Linked DNA regions of Mus musculus: region 2 is linked to region 1. Evidence: chromatin contacts called from public Hi-C data. All regions are on one chromosome and are shown on one strand. Each heading gives the region's core, a stretch centred on a gene start, on an enhancer-like site or on the middle of the called end of the contact. The rest is flanking DNA. Distances are from core to core; before and after follow the strand shown.

What was found. A called contact is a pair of places that touch in the nucleus more often than the background predicts.
Region 2: a Hi-C map of embryonic fibroblasts shows a contact between it and region 1, with 10 times the contacts expected there. The contact joins two enhancer-like sites. A contact is called at or near these places in 5 of 39 promoter capture datasets (the 3T3-L1 cell line, embryonic stem cells, hippocampal neurons and 1 more), 8 of 15 datasets of contacts at CTCF or cohesin (the NIH/3T3 cell line, embryonic stem cells, hippocampal excitatory neurons and 3 more), 248 of 484 Hi-C or Micro-C datasets (the 3T3-L1 cell line, the 4T1 cell line, the 63-12 cell line and 110 more), 33 of 115 datasets of contacts at active chromatin or transcription factors (the NIH/3T3 cell line, PVALB interneurons, astrocytes and 22 more) and 4 of 9 other capture datasets (adipose tissue, embryonic stem cells, embryonic tail and 1 more).

What each region holds. Positions count from the first base shown.
Region 1 is chr8:64,017,008-64,023,508 of GRCm38.p6, reverse strand. It overlaps Tll1 (tolloid-like), which reads left to right. Exons shown (of 21, transcript NM_009390.3): 20 at 5,778-6,028. Among named protein-coding and RNA genes, the nearest start is that of Sgo2b, 68 kb to the right of the region's middle. Within about 2 kb of position 3,123, at least 1 of the 459 cell types and tissues checked has an H3K27ac peak or open chromatin away from gene starts, as enhancers often do. A contact at or near this core is called in embryonic fibroblasts, where this site is marked.
Region 2 is chr8:64,541,422-64,547,906 of GRCm38.p6, reverse strand. No RefSeq gene overlaps it. Among named protein-coding and RNA genes, the nearest start is that of Mir710, 30 kb to the right of the region's middle. Within about 2 kb of position 5,171, at least 24 of the 459 cell types and tissues checked have an H3K27ac peak or open chromatin away from gene starts, as enhancers often do. A contact at or near this core is called in embryonic fibroblasts, where this site is marked.

The sequences.
Region 1 (6,501 bases), core at 1,874-4,373:
TATACTATTATTTAACTATTAATTATTAGACTAGTAACATTAATGTTAGTTGATTATTTCTTTTAACAGTTGTTTAGAAAAATTAAACTACAGACATTTCCTATTAATTTTCTAGACAATTGGCATTTTAGGTAAAATCCTGTTAATTTGGCAGGTACTTAAGCTGTGGAAAAATTGGTGTCCCATTACACCTTCAGAATTTTTCTGATAGTCCAAAGTTGGTGGTTTTAAAATACATACATGCACATATACACACATACACACATGCATACCCACACAGGCATGCACACACACATAAGCACATACACATATTCACATACATACACCCACACACAAATGAATACACACACTACACACACATGCACACACATACACACACGCACACACATCCACACACATATTCACACACATACACACACACAAATGAATACACACATGCTCACATGCATTCACACACATGCACACACATGCACACACATGCGCACACATGTGCACACACATGAACACATACACTTGCACACGTACACATGCCTACACATATAAATTCGCACACACATGAAACACACACTCACACATATGCATGCACACATGCATACACACATACACACGCACACATACATGCACACACAAATAGTCTGGAGGTTATTGACAGCTGTAAAGCCCACGGCCCTTCTAGAATAGTTTGTGACTTCTACTCTTGTACTCTAGTACTTGTTGCTCATCATGAAAACAATTTACATCAATTCGCTCAAACTGATGATCAGCTGCATCATCTCCATTTTTCAAATGAAGAAACTGAAATTGTAGATGGCTAATTAATTTGCAAATGTTTGCAACCCAGTATGTAATCATGGATTTACTCCAATTTTGACCACCTCCAAACCTAATGTATCCCTCTATAGAACGTTCTATCCATTTAAAACTGTAGAATTAAGACAGAAATGAATACAAATGTCATCACTCCTTGAAGCAGTAGGTAAGGACTACTTGTTGTTTAAATTACATAAATGAAATGGCATGCTTGTTTTAGTTATTATCTATTCAAGTATCACAGTAACTAACCTCAATCAAGTGTTAAAGCAAACATAGAAATTGGGTATTATTCATTTGGTTCTGTTACTTTAAATATGAGGACTCTGAAGCTGAAACTTAAATATCAACCAAAGTGCCATAAATATCAGTGACAAAAGCCACTAGGATCCCAGCTTCCTCACTCTAGGTTTTTTTTCTGATTTATATTTCTGCTATTCTTTGCATGTTTGCCTTTCCAGTTATTTATTTATTTATTATTTACTTATTTATTTATGTTGGCTTTTAAATGAATTATCTTGAAACTTTCTGTGTGGATTTATTTTTCTGTGCTGTTGCAAAATATCACCTTGCATAAAGTAGTCTGCATTTCATCTGCTGGATACATCTCCTTAAACAACATTCTTTCTATTAAGTTTAGTTGTTATATAACTTCCGATCAAAATTTTGTTTTGGCATTTGCTCAGACAGTATGATGGGTTAGTATTCTTTGGGGAAAAACAAGCCAGGGATTTATGGGAAAAATACAATGAAAATTCCCATAAGTTAAGAGCTCACAGTGTAAGGTAAACTAAAATCCAAGCTGGGATCACATCTGTTAACTTCATCACATGTGTAAAACACTTTTATATTGCTTACCTCCTTCTAGAACAAATGCAATAGGTTTGTGGCCTCAATATATATCTTAATTTAACTAAGCGAATTTATTTTTCTATACACAATGTTAACTTTGGTTCCAAAAGAATTTAAAACTGCCAATTGCAATGTTATTGATATGTAGTTTGTTTGTTTTGTTTTGTGCTTTGTACAAAGTGCTGCTATCCATACAGTGGATGTGGATGTTGTGAGTAAGAGAACTTTGTTTCTCTCTGACAGTTAGTTAAAATGCAAGTTCAATTTAATTTAATCCAGTAGTTGAAAGAAACAAAATGTGCAAAAATGTATATTCTGTAAGATATTATGATGTCAAAGAAGAAGAAGGAAGAGGAGAAGGAGGAGGAGAAGGAGGAGGAAGAGGAGGAAGAGAAGGAAGAGAAGGAGGAGAAGGAGGAGGAGGAGGAAGAGAAGGAGGAGGAGAAGGAGGAAGAGAAGGAAGAGAAGGAGAAAGGGAGGGGAGGAGGAGGGGGAGAGAGGGAAAGGGAGAGAGGAGAAAGACATATTTAATCTGTGGATTTGCCTATCTGCATGATTTTTCTCAAGTATTAAAGATTTCATGGTTTGTCGGTGACATTTAAGACTCCAAGACTATGCTATCATGTCCTTTACAGAGAAAGATGTTCACGTGGAGGTCAATTGAATTAGAATGGACTAGTAAAAGCACTTATAGGTCAAATTACCAGATGCCTTCTGGAATCTTATACTACCAGGAAACAATCAAATATGTCTTTGCAAATTAATATGATATCTACTACATAGTTTCTCTTCCTGAGTCGATTTTCAATTTCTCAGACATGTGGATGTGGCTTTGGCTTATGAAGCACTGTTAAGCTATTGATTTAGAGTAGTATTGCTAACATCTTCAAGACTGGTTTTATATATTTTGGCTTGATATCTAAATTCAGACATTTATTGACTATATTTTGACTATATAACTTATCTTTTCTGGGAAAGTGTCTAATACTATTTTGGTTTGAGTTTGAAGAACCAGGAGAAGTCAAAAGTCAGTGAGATGCCTCACAATATATATTACTTTATGATGGATCGCTCTCAGGGCATCCACGTTTTACACCACTACATGCATAATATTCCAATGATTAACAAACTATCACCGGGTGGACTGAATTTCCTCTTTGGGCTTTAATGATCAGAACAATTACTTTTACATTCATTAGTGTGAGCAGAGATCTGTGGGCATCGAGGTATGAGTAGACCTGGTGACATGAAAGAGTTGATTTTAGTAGTATTTTACTCTGTTCTCAAACCTAAAGCCATATGACTTTTATCAGAAGCATGAGATAACAACCTTGTTATGCTTAAATCCATAAGCCTTTAAGTGTCTTTCCACTTTCTGTTCTATTTCCCTCCTACCTTAACTCTCCTTCTAAGACTGGAATGACAGATGACTTCTTGTGAATCAGGCATTCCAAAGCAGCATACCCCATGTCTCATGCCACCCACTCAACCCAGTTCTTCCTGACCCATGGAGCCATTGTAATTAAAGTGTTGACAGGCTTTGAAACTTGAAAACCATTTATTGGTTATGTCACGCTTTAAGAATCAGCTGTGAATAAAATCAGGAACTTCAATCCACTCGTTCACACAATTCTACCTTGAAATCAGAAGTATGTCTACAATTCTTTTCTTCTTAATTCACTGTGGGGAACTGCTTTGCCTGCATGTGTATATGTGTACCACAGCATTCCTGGTGCTTGTGCAAGGCAGAGGAGGTCATCAGATGTCCTAGAACTGGAGTGACAGAAGGTTGTGATCCATTTGTAGGTGGTGAGAATTTACTTCAGATCTTCTGGAAGAGCAACCAGTTATCTTAACTACTGAGTCCCAAATAAGATGTGTTGTTCACGTGATGTTTTACAGGTCTTAATCATACATTTCCTTTCGGATAGAAAACACGTCTAAAGCTATTGTTCTTTTTTCTGTAGCTTTCAATAACGCACCTGAATATTTTCATGTACTCTCATAATCTGAATAAACTATTTAAGATAGCTTTCATCTATGAGTCATGTATCATTAAATTTTATGTATGGTTTGATCATCCATCTTCCATATAGACCATCTAACACGAGCATTGTGTGTGGTCTTGAAATGAAACTGGAGAATCTGGAATGTAACTCGGTGGTGGGGTGCAAGCTTTGCATGCAATGCTCTTTGTTCTATCCTGGATTTAGACCTATGTAATCTGACTTTTAAGGACTGTGGCAGGTAGAAAAGACTATTTTCTGAGAGTTGTGTAAGAGTTACTCTAGGGAAGAAGAGTGTTTTGCTTCCAATGTATGATCCTGGGTGAATGCAACCCCAAATCAGATGAAAATTCCAGGCTTTAGGGATAGTTTCTTGACTGTGTTGTCTGATGGGTAAATGTCTGTAATAGTATTTATTTATATATATCAGAATATTGAGGAAAAAGGGTTAGCTAAATGTCTGAGAAAGGCATTGTTGGGGATAGAAGTATAAAGTTCCCTGATTGAATAGCTGCCCTGGGGCAAAGCCCAAGGGTTGATTGATTCCATGCATTTAAATATAAGATCTGTGCTTCAGATTCAGAATATTAATTTAAATCATTATCAACCAGGTTGCTGGGGAGATGGCTCAGTCAGTAAATTGCTTACCTCCCAAGCATGAAGGCCTTAGTTCAGATCCCCAGTATGAAGGTTAAATATCAGGTATTGTGCTACACAGTTCTCTAATTAGGTACTGAGGAGATAGAGAACATATCAGGTCTACCAACCACACAAATATTCTGGCTAAGTCAGCCAAATTGATGAGATCCGGGCTCAGTACAAGATACTGTTTTAAAAAATACGTCAGAGAATGGTTGAGAAAAACATCTAGTGTGTACACACATGCATCTTCACACATATACAAACAAGGTGAATAAAACAGCACACCCCTCCCCCAAGCACAATATAGTTTAACAGCACAAGTTGAAATAAACCTCATAAATGTTGCTGCTGCCCAGTCATCCTCACTATGGGTTATCTTATGACCTACCACACATTGGTATGATGTGTTTTCATACACAGTGGTTTAGCATCCCACGTCTTAGAACGTTTTTCTGGGGGGATCTCCTGGTATTAGCTTTGAAATCCCTAGTTCTGAGGATTGTCACAGATGCTTGGAAACTTCCCAGGTGTTGGTAGACAATCTACTTTTCCCCCAACCTCTTCACATCTCATTTTTTATCTCTGTGCTTACAAGTGGGTTTTATGTTAGGCTGTTTTAGCCTACTGGTGCTTCTATTTGATCTATGGCATAGTAAATTGAAGCCTCTGACTACAGTGAACTACTAAAAATTTTGGGAAACATCCCTTTCCCTGAATTAGATAAGCTAAGAGATTCTATTTTCACAGCTTTGTTTCTTTGATGTATTTTCTATGAGTGATGACAGCAGTGTGCACAACTGACTTGCATTTCCCTAAATAACTGAGACTAAAATTTTGTTATAGCAAATACTTCAATTATACCTGGACTGATGATGTGATAAATTGTATATTCTTTTGCTGATTGTGTAAGATAATAGTACTACTCAAATAATATTATTGTACATGCATAATAATGTTATATATATTATATAAAGTTCTATATAGCAAATATATAAATAAGCTTTATATGCTTTGATAATTTTTCAGATTTTTTTTTACTGAATTCTAAGTTTTGATTTTGAAAAGAATGATTTGAAATTAAAAACATTGTTAGGTGTATCTTCTGTAATTCTATTGAGCAAATTTTGTGACAGGTACTTTTCTAGGTGTTGTTTGTGTATTACAATTTATAAACACACAAAGATTGGTGCCATTATCATATGCACTTTGTCTTTGGGAAAATGAGGATCACAGACATAATCTTGATTGCTCATAGTCTCATATTTAGATGTTTAAGCTAGTTTCCTAAGATATAAAGACTATGTGTGGTATTCCTGCCTATACATATGACACAGTCTGATTCTCTACTCACAAACACAAACCTAATCCTAGATGTGGAAGCAGGTGTTAGGGGTTGGATGGACTCAGCTGAAACAGAGGCTGGACAGTGGAGACTCACCGAGCTTATTCATTTCTTTCCTTGGGCAGAGTGTGGTGGTCGATTGAAAGCAGAGTCAAAGCCTAGAGACCTGTACTCCCATGCTCAGTTTGGTGATAATAACTACCCAGGACAACTGGACTGTGAATGGTTGTTGGTGTCAGAACGAGGATCTCGACTTGAATTGTCCTTCCAGACATTCGAAGTAGAAGAAGAAGCTGACTGTGGCTATGACTATGTTGAAGTCTTTGATGGTCTCAGTTCAAAAGCTGTGGGTCTTGGTAGATTCTGTGGGTCAGGGGTAAGTATGCCACCAACAGGATCCCATAATGAATTAATGAGAAGCCTGTTAATCAGTGGTTGGTGTATATATTTAGAAACTGGAAAAATTTTTGAAATAAAGTCATAATTTATGATTAGCAATGGCTCAACAAAAATAAACGTAGCTCACCTACCTTCCTATTTCTCCACATCTAATGAGTTTACATTATCATTTGTGTGAACATGTGGACTTAGCTGTTCCAGTTTCTTGTCACTTTCCACATTCTAACTTTTCATTGTTAAAAGTTAATAACCCAAAACCAACATATACAAGTACAAAGCCTTGACAATGTTGTTCCTTCTGAATTTAAAACTTAAGAGAAAAGAAAAATATCCATTATTTCTCTAGTTGACATTCCATTCTTTGATGGTTCAGAGGTTAAGAGCATTGATTTCTCTTCCAAAGTTCCTGAGTTCAATTCCCAGCAACCACATGGTGGTTCACATTCATGT
Region 2 (6,485 bases), core at 3,922-6,421, 520 kb before region 1:
TTTTCTAGGGATATTTGACTTGATTCTGAAGACATTCATGGTTTGTATGAACCATCCATTCAACACGCATTTGTAGCAGGTCCTAGTTTAGGGGCTGCGGGTTCAAGGTGAATCAAGTAGGGAACGGATCTTGATAGCATGGGGGTGTATCTCAGTTGAAGCATCCTGACAAGGTAAGAGTTGATTCCATAGTAAATTAGAAGGCAAGGAAGTAGGGAGCAGGAGAGAAGAAGGTTAGCATGGTGTGGGGATAGAGGCACTCTCTGAGAGTGATGGGGACACTCTCAGAAGGGAAGAGCTGGGTGGCTAATGGAGTGTGTTGACTCTGGTCACAGACAGGAGATGCTATAAAGAGCATCCCTGGGAGCAGAAACTGTGGTGAGTCCAACCATCTGGAAAAGAGATGATTACTGCTGGGATAGAATGAATAAAGGCCAAGGATGTCATGGGGGCAGTGGATGACAGACCATGCAGGATCCTTACAGTCTACTGAAGGATCTAGTTAGAAAGAGCCAGGGAGCCACTGAACACTTTGAGGAGAGGTGTGGTTTGTCAGGTATTAATATGAAAAATTACTTTAGGGATCAAGAGAGGACCAATGACCCAGGAGAAAGGTAATAACATTGTGTCCACAGATAGCAAAGAACAGACGCTGAGCAGGGGTAGGTAGGATCCAGGGTTGATGTTGAGGTCAGAATATTGTTGTAAAACATTTCCCTCTCTATTTGCAGGGATGGGGCCTGGACCCAGAGTCTTGTGTGTGTTAGTTATGCATGCCATGGCTGAGTTACATCCTAAACCCTTGTCTCAACATTTGGTGCTCAGCATCTTTCTCAGTAAGACACGGATAAAGCTAGTTTTGCCACAAGGAATTGGTGAGGCTATGATCACTCAGTGTGTCAAAAGGCATATTAAGGCAGATACTACTAGCTGTTTGTGGTTTCATAGCGGTAAACCACTGCAGGCTTAAGATCTATTTGTTTGTTTTTGAGACAGAGTCTCTCCATAGCCCATCTTAGTCTCAAGTTCTTGATGTAATGGAGGATAACCATGTCTGTGTGACTACTCTGCCTCTACCTTCCACGTTCTGGGATTACTGATGGGCATCTCCTATCACCTCTGGTTTATGCAGTGCCAAGGCTTGCACCTGGGCTTTGTGCATTTTATGTGAGCAGTCTACCCATTGAGAAACACCTCCAGCTCATACAGACTTAAATTTTAAGGTAGAGAACATAGAAGCAGTCAGATATACTCCAGATTGAGGAAAAGAGACCAGAATGGAAAAAAATTCAATTTGTTATTTCCCATTGGAGTTGTCCTCCCAATGCTTGCTGTACAGAGCTCATGAAACGGCTCTCTTGCTGCATAGATCACTTTGCTATTCTACTGGGAAGACACCACCTGCTTCTGAACATGAGATTCAAACTTTTGGAAGATACGTGGGGGCTAATTCTGTGTTCCTAGACAGTTTTCCAAACAAACAGATCTGGGGCAAAGGGGAGAGGCTCTCAGCTCACATTTTTCTTCAAGAATTACATGTCAAGTTGCTATGTGCATCTTCCTTCCTTGACCATGATTCTTTCATCACAAATCAAATATAGAAGCTTCCTCTAGTTCCAGATGGTTAGGATCAGAATGTATCTATTTACCATTTCCCTCTGGAGTCCCTGCCAGCTAGACACTGGGCTGGTGCTGAGTGACAGCTACATTGTACCCCTGTGCTTATAATCGGAGTGTATAGCTTGCACACAGCATCTCTGGCTTTATTCAAAGAGGAGAGTTATCACGTTTCTTTTAATTTAAACTTTGTTAAGGTGGAACATTTTAAAATGCAGCAGATAGGTCTTTACAATGTCCTCTGTGAAGCTCTTTCACCTTTTCCTGTTCTGAATCAAACTTGCTGGGAGCACAGACTTTTGCAAAACTCCATGCTCCTTCCTGTATCTATTTAGTGTGTACCAACCTCTACTGACCTCTGTTTACTCTTGTGAGAGTCTACGTAAAATGCATCAGATTTTATTCTTTCCTATAGATATGGGGTGTGTCCCAAGAACACAATTCTATCTGTTTCGTGTTTTCACAATTAGATGGTACTTTTAGGGAAGGGGTGACAGTCAGTAGCCAGAAGGTTTTGAGTTTGAAAGTATTTTTCCCTTCTTTGTAACTATATGCAATATAAGTAATCTTTCCTTTCTTCACATCCTCAACTTTTCCTTCCTTCCTCCCTCCCTCCCTCCCTCCCTCCCTCCCTCCCTCCCTCCCTCCCTTCCTTCCTTCCTTCCTTCCTTCCTTCTTTCTCTCCTTCCTTCCTTCCTTCCTTCCTTCCTTCCTTCCTTCCTTCCTTCCATCCTTCCTTCCTTCTCTCCTTCCTTCCTTCCTTCCTTCCTTCCTTCCTTCCTTCCTTCCTTCCTTCCTTCCTTCCTTCCTTCCTTCCTTCCATCTTTCCCTCCCTCCCCCCTCCCTCCCTCCCTTCCTCCCTCCCTTCATTATCTCTCTGTCTCACTGTCTTGCTGTTTCTCCCTCTCCCTCTCCCCTCCCCACTCCCCCTCCCTCTCCCTCTCCTCAGCGACCCTCTTTCCCTTTCTTCTTCTTCCAGCCAAGGCTGTTCTCAAATCGACAATGCAGCTTAGGATGACTTTGATTTTCCTGTCTTGCTGTTTCCACCTTTTGAGTGCTGGGATTACAGGTGTGCTCCACCACATTGTGGTTTATGCAATGCTGTCTGCATGGTTTCATGATAGGTAAGCTCTGTACACACTGGGTTATATTCCCAGCCCCCAAATAAGTGGTGTTATAAAATTAGAAATTAAAATAAAAAGAATTTCACAAGACAAAATGTTAGGTGTTTTCATAGAATTGAAAATAAATTCTCAAAGAATGGAGTCATGGCCAGAACAAATTCTCCTGGGAGGACCTAGATGGTGTTCAGTAGAGCTGTTCAGGTGGACTAAAATAGGTGGGAGGACCAGTGCAGCTGAGGAGGGAGGATCTGGACAGCTGAGGTGGGACGACCTGTGGATCTGAGGTGGGAGGACCTATGCAGCTGAAGTGGAAGGATATATGCAGCTGAGGTGGAAGGACCTGTGCAGTTGAGGAGGGAGGACTTGAGAAGCTGAGGTGGGAGGATCTGTAAAGCTGAGGTGGGAGGACCTGTGAAGCTAAGGTGGGAGGACCTGGGCAGCTGAGGTGGGAGAAACTGTGCAGTTGAAGAGGGAGGACCTGTGCAACTGAGGTGAGAGGAACTGTGCAGCTGAGGTGAGAGGACCTGTGGAGCTGAGGTGAGAAGACCTGGAGGTGAGAGGACCTGTGAAGCTGAGGTGGGAGGACCTAGGCAGCTGAGGTGGAAGAATCTGATTGGCTGAGGAGGGAGAGAGGCATAAAGTACAGCACTGTGGGGAAAGTATACTCCAATTCAGCAAGACAGGGGCTCAAGTTTGGCTTAAGAAACTTCAATCAGAGAGGGAATACAGCAGACTGATCAGTTCACAGCAAAGGTGGAAATCCTTTAGAATCATACAAAGAAGTTTCATCAAATAGTTCTCTAAGAATAACTCTGTGGGCTGAACCAGCAACTAATGAGCATATGTGGACTGGACCTACGCCCCCTGGACATATGTAGGAGATGTGCCACTTGGTCTTCATATGGGTCCTTCAACAACTAGAGTGAGGGCTGTCCCTGACTCTGCTGCCTGCCTGTGGATCCTGTTCCCTAACTGGGCTGTCTTGGCTGGCCTCAGTGAGAGAGGATGAGCCTAGTCATGCCGGGACATGATGTGCCAGAGTGGGTTGGTACCCACAGGGGTCTTGTGGGGAGGGCCTGTGTGAGGGGTGACTGGGAGGAGGGGGGCTGCAATTGGTATGTAATGTGAATATATTAATTAATGGAAAAATAATGGTGTGGAAGGAAATATTGTGTTTTCCCACAGAGTGAGCAGGTAGACAGGATAGTACATACGGGCATCAATCCATGTGCAATATACACATTCGCTCATTTTGTAAAATAGGTATTACTGCTGCTTTCATTTGCATGTAGAGGAGGTGAAGTGATAGGATGCTAAGAAGCACATCCAGGGCCATGGACTAATAAGCTTAGTACTTCCTCCTTATGTATGTGGTCCAAAGTTCTAGAAATAATGTAAAAGCTGTAAGTTGTGTACCCTTTTCAGTGGGGCAAGGAGATCCTGCGTCATTGTATTCAGTGCTGCCTGGCATGTGACCCACTCCACTGTCTAACATATTCATGCTCTATTCACTCTTTCCATTAGTCATTCCAGTGTACTCGATCGGCTGTTGATGCCTTGTCACATCACATTACTTTCATTCAAGTAATCCTCGCTATTCTCAGTAGTAACTCCATGCACTGAAAGTAATAGTGCTCAGAATTCAGGCTTGTCAGAGAAGCCTCAGAGTGCTCCCCGAAGTGAGAACTGAACGTTCTTCGTATGTGTAGTTCATTCTATACTGTTTGCTCTTTCAAGTGTCAACATGGGTCTTGAAATGTATCCTGTGAATAGGGTTAATAGCTATAGTAACTTCATGGTCCATCTTTGTAGTCAGTGTAGTATGTAAGCCCTCTGGACACTGTGAGGTACTGGGAAGCTATGGAAGGTTTGTAAACAACAGAGTGACAAGATCAAAGGCCCTCTTCCCAATACCTTACCTTTAACTCTAGGATTATATCACATACAATTTGGGAAGACACAACTATTCAGAGCATGGAAAGGTAACTTTTATTCACCAAATGTAATTGTCATCCAGGAGGCTCACTGCTGAATAAGCTCACCTTTTCTAGTCCTTTCTGAATAGCTGGGTGGTGCAACTCAGCTGTTCTGGCTCAAAGCTCCACTCTGAGCTGACTGATTCAAACTGGCTCCTCTTGGTTTCTCACTGAATTTCTCTGCTTGGAAAAACTGCTTTTGGGTTCCATGAACTGAACCGCACTGACTACACAAATGGAATGGAACTGAGTGGAACTGAACAGAACTCCAGGAACTCCATTGAACTCAACTGCATTTAACTGAACTCAGCTGAACTCAACTGCATTCAACTGAACCGCACTCAACTGAAATTCCACTGCATTACCTGTTCAGTCAACTGAAGAGCACTTACTGAATGGCTCTCCAGACTGACTCACTCTGTGCTGCTCTGAAAGTAGACTGTCTCACCAGTCTGTTCTTGAGAGAGTAACATATCCTGTCTCTGACTCATTTGTCTCTGATTCATGACTTTGTCTGTCCTTCAGTTAGATGTCACTTTCAAACATGGCTGCTTCCTTCTACAAACGAACTTCGCCTTCATTGTTTGGAATTCAAGGAATGTACTAAGAGCATGTTTGATTACCAGCCAGAGGGATTAAAGGTGTGTCATTCCACCCTGATCACACAGACCTAGAAGGTTTTTGGATGTGATCCCTTTCAAGAGTAGCCATGTTGCTGGATTGAAATTTCTCTACAAGAGCACATCTCTTCTACGTAGAGAGATGGAACTAGAGCAGTGACAGCTAACAGCTGATGCATGAGTCAGGAGGCACAGCATTATTTATTGTCTTGTTCTTTACTTTTGTATGGTTTTTAACTTTTCAAAATAAGAAAATGAACCATAAAAATCACTGGGAGGAAACATTCTTTTCTGTCTACTTTTCAAGTCCCCTTCCTTCCTTTCTGTGACAATTCCATGAATTTGCCCATGGTGTAAAGTTTAGCTTTGAGCTCAGACCCACTCTGCTTCCCAGCGGGTGATCTGAACATCACTGTGAGGAGCTTATATTTTTAGGCTCTGGTTTCATTTGTCTGTAATCTTTGATTACTATATGAAGTGACAGCAAGGAACCTCAGGACCATTTTGGTTCTTGTTATTCCCTGCAGCTGCAAGAATGGGTTCCAGAGGGCCAATGAAGAAAAGTGGTGAAGGCATGGTACATTCTCCATGGCTCAGGGGAAGGCTAGAAACATCTCTGGAATGAAAAGGAAAGAAATACCTTGAGACTTCTCCATGTGGGTCTGCTAAAGTCATCATGTCACAGTGTTTTACAGGGCTTGCGCTTTCCCTGTTGTTGGTAGGTTTTGGCAGCCCTGGCATCATAGTTATGCATTGTGAACAACTTCCAAGAAAGGATGCCTTCTTCAGTCATTCCACACAAAAGATGGAGGAGTAAGAGGATTATTTTTCATACATTTTATTTCTCCACAGATGGGTAGCACTTGACCTACAAGTTATGGTTGTCTCAGCTCATTTGAAAACTCAACAGATTGATAAATAGAATTTCATTACACAGTCATCCAGTGAAGGAGGAGAGAATGTGGCACTGTTAAATTCTCTGTTTAATGAAGTTTTTCCATAAAAATTAAAGGTACTTATAATGATGACTTTATTGAGTATCTTTTGTATGCTTTCATTTAATACAGTAAGTTAACATTGCTAGAGTTTTTTCTAACATTATTTTGTGGTGGTTTGAAATAAAATGGCCTCCCTATGGAGGCTCACAT